2 separate regions of the Drosophila melanogaster genome follow, and region 1 is linked to region 2. A link is a contact called in public Hi-C data. All regions are on one chromosome and are shown on one strand. The core of a region is the stretch at or near the end of the contact, and the rest is flanking DNA. Distances in the headings are between cores, read along the strand shown.

The links. A called contact is a pair of places that touch in the nucleus more often than the background predicts.
Region 1: a Hi-C map of the Kc167 cell line shows a contact between it and region 2, with 4 times the contacts expected there. The contact joins the promoter of Orc2 here to the promoter of CG31495 in region 2. A contact is called at or near these places in 1 of 1 datasets of contacts at CTCF or cohesin (the Kc167 cell line), 32 of 107 Hi-C or Micro-C datasets (the Kc167 cell line, the ML-DmBG3-c2 cell line, the OSC cell line and 14 more) and 3 of 6 datasets of contacts at active chromatin or transcription factors (all in the Kc167 cell line).

What each region holds. Positions count from the first base shown.
Region 1 is chr3R:13,963,510-13,966,648 of dm6, forward strand. Orc2 (Origin recognition complex subunit 2) reads left to right here and starts at 1,376. Exons shown (of 4, transcript NM_169563.2): 1 at 1,376-1,424; 2 at 1,483-2,072; 3 at 2,141-2,986; 4 at 3,057-3,139. The coding sequence starts at 1,499. Kots (Kotsubu) reads right to left here and starts at 665. Exons shown (of 5, transcript NM_142067.3): 1 at 223-665; 2 at 1-138. The coding sequence starts at 365.
Region 2 is chr3R:13,838,582-13,842,128 of dm6, forward strand. CG31495 reads right to left here and starts at 1,353. Exons shown (of 1, transcript NM_169559.2): 1 at 1-1,353. The coding sequence starts at 1,218. The coding sequence ends at 193.

The sequences.
Region 1 (3,139 bases), core at 126-2,625, 120 kb after region 2:
GGCTTGTTCGGCACAGCAACTGTGGGCTCCACACATGGGATTGGCGATTTAGTGCGAGTTTTAGCCAGAGCAACTTGGTTCTCTACGCTCTGGATTGGATTCAACGCCGGTTGAAGAGGCCGGCACTCCACCAAGGGTCTGGAAACGCATTTGTATTGTATAAGAATTAAAAACCCCTAACTTAATGCACTGCTGCGCAACGGATTTACTAATTTAACTCACGGCATAATGATGCACACCTGCCTGTGCCTCTGCCAATCCAATTTCTGGCACTTTTCATTGCAGTACGGTTCTCCACACCGCTGGCACATCAATCTGGTCGGAGTGCCACAGACGACGCATGTCTTTTCCTCCGACTTTTCCATTTCTTCAATTCAAAGTAACAACGCAAGAACGTGTGAATGAAAGAACGGCGCGTTAAAGGAAACGCAGCAAAATGGCGCTAACAGAACTTTTAGCACGCGATGAAATACAAAGTGAAAATCTATTTACGCTGGACGAGAACTTTCTATGTTTTCGTTTTGAAAAAGGTGGAATCCTTTAGAATTTAAGTGCGCGATTCACAACTCACAAACATGCGATACGTTCACTAAACGCGTTTAAATTCGAAGCTCGCTGGGCACGCGCTTCAGTGCATTGAACGAACGTGGGAAGAAAGAGAACAGGACGATATCGATATCGGTTGGTTTTCGATTTACAGCGCACTGATGGAAGTAAACTTGATCGTTAATTAAAAAAGGAAAAATAAGGCTTACGAAGTTTTTAAACTTTAATTAAAACGACACAACATATGCTAAATATTCTACATATTCCAGTTACAATCAATTTCGCCAAGCCATTTTCATGGAAGTTGAATACTCTTTGAACCTGTTTGAATATATCTGAAAACGCAAATCTACTTTGTGTTATTATTTTGCCAATATAGGCAATATTATTTGAAAATTAACCGCAAGTCCATTGACGACCGCAATTCAGAATAAGAACGTAGCGTAATTTTCCCATCTTCAAATATTGTTTTTCCTAAACTTACCGATTTTAACACTTTTTAGTTTTAAAAACGTTTGTGGTTAATCCGCAAGGAATTTGTGACAGTGAAAAAATAACCGCTTTGTACGCGCACGTGTTGCCAACAAACACTTCAGCTTTTGTCAGTGACTGGATTCTAATTTAAATTTATCGATAACGTATGCAATTCTTATTCGAACAATATAGTTATTTCTAAAAACTGTGTCACGGAATTTCTTTTTGTAATTATTACCTATATAAATATATATTTATACAAATATTTATAACATTTGTGTTTTAATTGTCATGCCCCTTTAGTTTTTTTTACGCTAGAAACTTAGCTACTTCCTAGGTCGAGAGCTGGCCACACTCTTGGCATGTCTTAGTTATCGATAATTCCCGCCACTTCTGAGCATTGAGTATATTTTGCGAACTATTTGTTTACCAATTGAATATTTTGATAATCAGGGCCCCCAGTGAAGTGGCAAGCGTCATGAGTGCCAGCAACAAAGGCGGTTACAAGACGCCGCGGAAGGAGAACCTCATGTCCATTGAGAACCTCACCAATTCGGAGGAGGAATCCGAGGACTTGAACACGGCAATGGTTGGGAATGCAGTGGAATCTCAGCCCAAGGTCACCAGTCGGCGTTCCACCCGACGTCCAAGTCCCACCAAGAAATACCAGGCGTACCAGAAGGAAAGCAATGGAAAAGGCCAGGAAGAGCGAATTGTTGTGAACTATGTGGAAATGTCCGATGAACGGAGCAGCGATGCGGAGGATCAGGAAGAAGAAGAAAGCATCGAGGAGTCGGAAAATGCTGCCCGTCCCGCTGCCAAGGATCTGCATCTCATCCAATCCGAGTACAATGTGGCCGGCACCAGCATGTTTGGCTTCAATACGCCCAAGAAACGCGATGCCATGGCACTGGCCGCCCTAAATGCCACGCCCTGCACGCCCAAGACCCCAAAAACGCCGCGTTTGGGTGTCAAGACGCCGGATACGAAGCGCAAGAAGTCCATGGATCAGCCAAAGACTCCCGCCCATGTGCGCACCCGCGTCAAGAAGCGTGGGTAGCCTTTTTCTGCGTCCTTTTACCATTTTTTCCATTATTTATAAATTCATTATCACTTTCAGAGATTGCCAAAATAGTGGCCGACTCAGATGAGGATTTTTCTGGAGATGAAAGCGATTTCCGGCCCAGTGACGAGGAATCCTCCTCCAGCAGCAGTAGCAGCGATGCTGGCAACTCCTCTGACAACGACGCCGCCGATGATGAGCCCAAAACGCCCAGTAGAGCCCGCCGTGCCATTGTAGTCCCCGTTCTGCCGAAAACTCCATCGGCAGCCCGCCTGCGACAATCGGCGAGGGCGAAAAAATCGAATGAGTTTGTGCCCGAGAGCGATGGTTACTTTCACTCGCATGCCAGCAGCAAGATCCTCACTTCGGATCACACCTTGGATCGCCTAAAGAATCCTCGCCTGGCCGCCGATCGTGTTTTCAGTTTGCTGTCGGAAATCAAGACATCGGCGGAGCATGAGGGTTCTATTAATGCCATTATGGAGGAGTATCGATCGTACTTTCCCAAGTGGATGTGTATTCTGAACGAAGGCTTCAATATACTTCTATATGGATTGGGCTCCAAGCACCAGCTGCTGCAGTCATTCCATCGGGAAGTTTTGCATAAGCAAACGGTATTGGTGGTGAATGGCTTCTTTCCCAGTCTGACCATCAAGGATATGCTGGATAGCATCACAAGCGACATATTAGATGCGGGCATTAGTCCGGCTAATCCACATGAAGCAGTGGATATGATCGAGGAGGAGTTCGCACTGATACCGGAAACACATTTGTTCTTAATCGTCCATAATCTGGATGGAGCCATGCTTCGCAATGTGAAGGCACAGGCGATTCTTTCGCGCCTGGCGCGCATACCGAACATTCATCTACTGGCCTCCATTGATCACATAAATACCCCACTGTGTGAGTGCACCGATGCTTTGAGATCTTTATAGTGCGACAGCAAAACTAATTATTGTTTACGAATTTGCAGTGTGGGACCAGGGAAAGCTGTGCAGCTTCAACTTCTCGTGGTGGGACTGCACAACAATGCTGCCATATACGAACGAAACTGCG
Region 2 (3,547 bases), core at 103-2,602:
TTTAGTCTTAAGAACATTGCAATGCAATGGAAGCAAGTTCATCCAAAAAATAATGCAATATTATTTTTTTAGATGGTTTTTTTATGCTTACGTGGTTCTTTTAAATATAAAGCATTACTGAATTATTTGGAATCACTTGGAATTATTTTCCTGGAATTGTAGATACAATATTGCATTTCCTAACCTAACGTCTTAAATGTATTGAGGTACAAGTGGACTAGAATGGTTCCCTACCCATCCCATTGCTTCGCCCAATTTCTTCAGCAATTTGGCAGCTCGACGGTCGGGATTTAGGGAATTCACCCACGCAATCAAGTCAAGCAACCGTTTGATGCCAATGGAGACGTTGCGGCCATCCATGGCGATCTCGATTTGGCGTAGCTCCTCGGGCTCGAATCGTTTTGAAGCTTCCACTATGACCATAAGTTCTTTAGGCGTGGAAACATTTGGCACATTGTGAACTGAAGTGAAAACGGATAGCAAGCCCAGTTCCTCCAGGACATCGAGACGATTGCTTGTGCAAATGATGATGAGCTCGTGGCTGTTGGGCGGTTGTTTCTTCAGAAGAACCGTCAGCTTCTGCAGGAACTCCTTGGAGTACCGCTTACCCAGGGCGCCGTAACCAATGACACGCTCAAAGTCGTCAATGATGACGCAGCTGCGCCTGGAAACATAGGCGTCCTCCAAGACTTCCCGTATTCTCTGGCATTTTTCGGAATCGCTAAGTCCCAGCAATTCGGCCGACGAGATGTATTTTATAAAAGGGCAGTCTGTTTTCAAAGCCATTTGAGCGGCCACCGTAGTTAGGCCTGACTTGGGCTTACCTTCGACCAGATGGCAAGACCATCTTGGGCGTCCGGTGGACAGGAGATCATTCGGATCGAAAGCGGTACGATCTAGATATTCATATGGCATGAGCAGCTGGAGAGTCTCCTCCTGCCGGCCAAATCGTGGCTGAATGATCTTTACCGCGGCCAGGAGATCGACCTGAGTGACTTGAAGGCCCTTCGGGCATCTGGTGACGTGAGTGCGGACAATGGCTTCATGGAGGGCTTCTCGGACCAGTTGGCACAGCTCGTCCTCCGTGAAATTTTTGGTTTTCATTGCAATTTCGCGTGCGCAAACATCGCCGGCCACCGTAATGTCACCCAGCCTGTTGATGCGCGATTTTAAGAGGTTCACACGCTCCTCAGTGTTGGGTAAAGTGATGTTGACCATCTTGGCGCCCGGGTTGGCTTCTTTTATGGAGAAATTATATTGGATATGAAATGGTCAAATTGTATCAGCTGTTCTTTACAAAATGGTTTTGTATATTATGTTATCCACCTAAAATCGATTGCGATAACTGCGATCGATTTTAAATTTCAGGGACGGTCGAAGTTTCGATAAGACGGTGGTTCAATTCAAACCATTATATTGTAAGTTTTTATTATTTTATAAGGTAGCTTAAAATTAAAATAATATTAATATTTTGAATTGCCATTATTTTCCGAACCAATGTGTTATCAGCTTCGTTATGTATGTGTTATCAGCTTCGTATTACGATAGTGTAACCAAATTTCCATTTGAAAATACTGCTTTTCCACTTGGCTATTACAAAAAAAGCGCGCCACTTTTGAAAAATATCTAAACTTAAAATTAGTAAAAATAATTGCACACTATTTTATCCATCAAGTATTTTAATGCCTTGACTTTAACTACATGAAATGCAGAAAAAATTTCATCGTACATATATGTCACTTTAATATTTGTATTGTTTATGGCTAATAAAAATACCGATAGACCGATTGACTGGCGGTTTCGATGTACTGCAACCGTTACAATTTAAACGACTTTGTGATTTATGATATTCTTGAGTTTCGTTCCGTTTGCTAAAACCTAGGCACACATTATGAATTCCCGCTTTTCGGCTCTTCTGCTGGGTTGGCTGTGCAATTACTTGCAATATCGTATTTTTCTTCTTTCCTTGCCGCTGACCTCGAGCAGTTAATCATGCGCTCGATAATTGGATAGTGGATGTCTCTATTCGTTCTGGGTTGCACAACAAATTTATAGCGTGCATTATATTCGGACAGTTTAATTGGGTATCGACATTTATTAATTTATCCGGTCGGCCGGCCTAGCGTAATGCCGGTAATTTCTTGTCCCATCCGAATTTGACCACTCAAGGCTTTCAACACTCCACATCCGCACAGCATCCTCCTTCCCACTCCTTGCCAGCCCATTTGCATGCTCCCTCCAAAGGGCCGAGACTCGCGTCCGCTATGCACATTAATTAGGCCGCTTCATTAGACACATGTCCATCAAAAGTGGTCCGGTTCAAGATCCAGACTCGAAGCGAAGACTGCGCCGCCGGCGAGGGAACATAGTGCATATGTATATATCCACCCGATCCGAGCCTGACTGCCTCTCGTGTTGCCTGTTTTGTGTAATTAAGCCAGGCGCTCACTATTTAAATTGCTGGCGGGTGGCGAGGGGATGTCGAGAAGTCCAGGAGCGACACTGAAAAGAATTTTTTGCAATCCTAAAGTGATTGTACTAAATAAAAAATACAAGAAGTGAAGAAAGTTAGTTAAGTTAAGAAAATAGTTAATAATATGGCCACCTGTGAAAGATTGGTTAATAATCATTTTTTTTTTTTAGCAACTCATACTGCACTGAATTTCTCCCAGTGCAGCCCACATGCGCCCGGGTGTATCACGAATCTCCAATTGCGGGCCAGCTGTAGTGGCTTTAAAGACGAGGCCATGGCCAAGTGCAATTTGCAGGCAGGCCAGCAGCCTCCGCCGCATCCAGATCCGCATCCTCGCGAGAAGATCGAGAGTCTCAAACTCCAGACGTTCGCTCGTCAGCGCTTGAGCCAATAATTATGGTTATTAATCGGCCTGGGAATTGGCTGCTAATTTGCAGTTTAGTTACAAATTCTGGCCGCCAGCGTGCAATTACCCGCTTAAATTATAGCCTCAAAATAAACAAAACACCGCAACGCCAACGATGGATGGTCAGTTCGCTTAACTCCAGAACAGTTCAGCAGTCGGGAAAAGGTCACAACACCAAAGAGGCATCCACACGGAAAAAATTGTGCTTTAAAAAACATTGCATTTAGTTTAATTTAGTCCAAGATTTCGTGGCATCCTAAATATTCGAACAGCAAAGATACAAATTTTCGAATTAATATTATTAGTCAGATTAATATCAATATGAAGATATGTTTTTCGATTATAATAGTTAGATTTAGAGATGAATTCCACTTGTCTTAATATTTTGTGCCTTTCTGTTTTGTATTTTTTTGCGAATTTTTGTATTTATTTTCCTGTGCAGCCATTTGGCTTATGCGTGTTTGCTTATCACGAGTCTTATCGCCGATTTGGCCAGGTCAATGCCGCACAGTGCGGCTAATGGGTAATGACGCATCCAGATCGGCGTGGCCAGTCGTCCAACTCCTGCTGGCACTCGTAATTAGACGCCACTTCTGGTGATGGGGCGTTACTCAATCAAGAGTTGATGGCACATCCCCTTGCCGTCCGGAGCAGCGGCATCATCATCA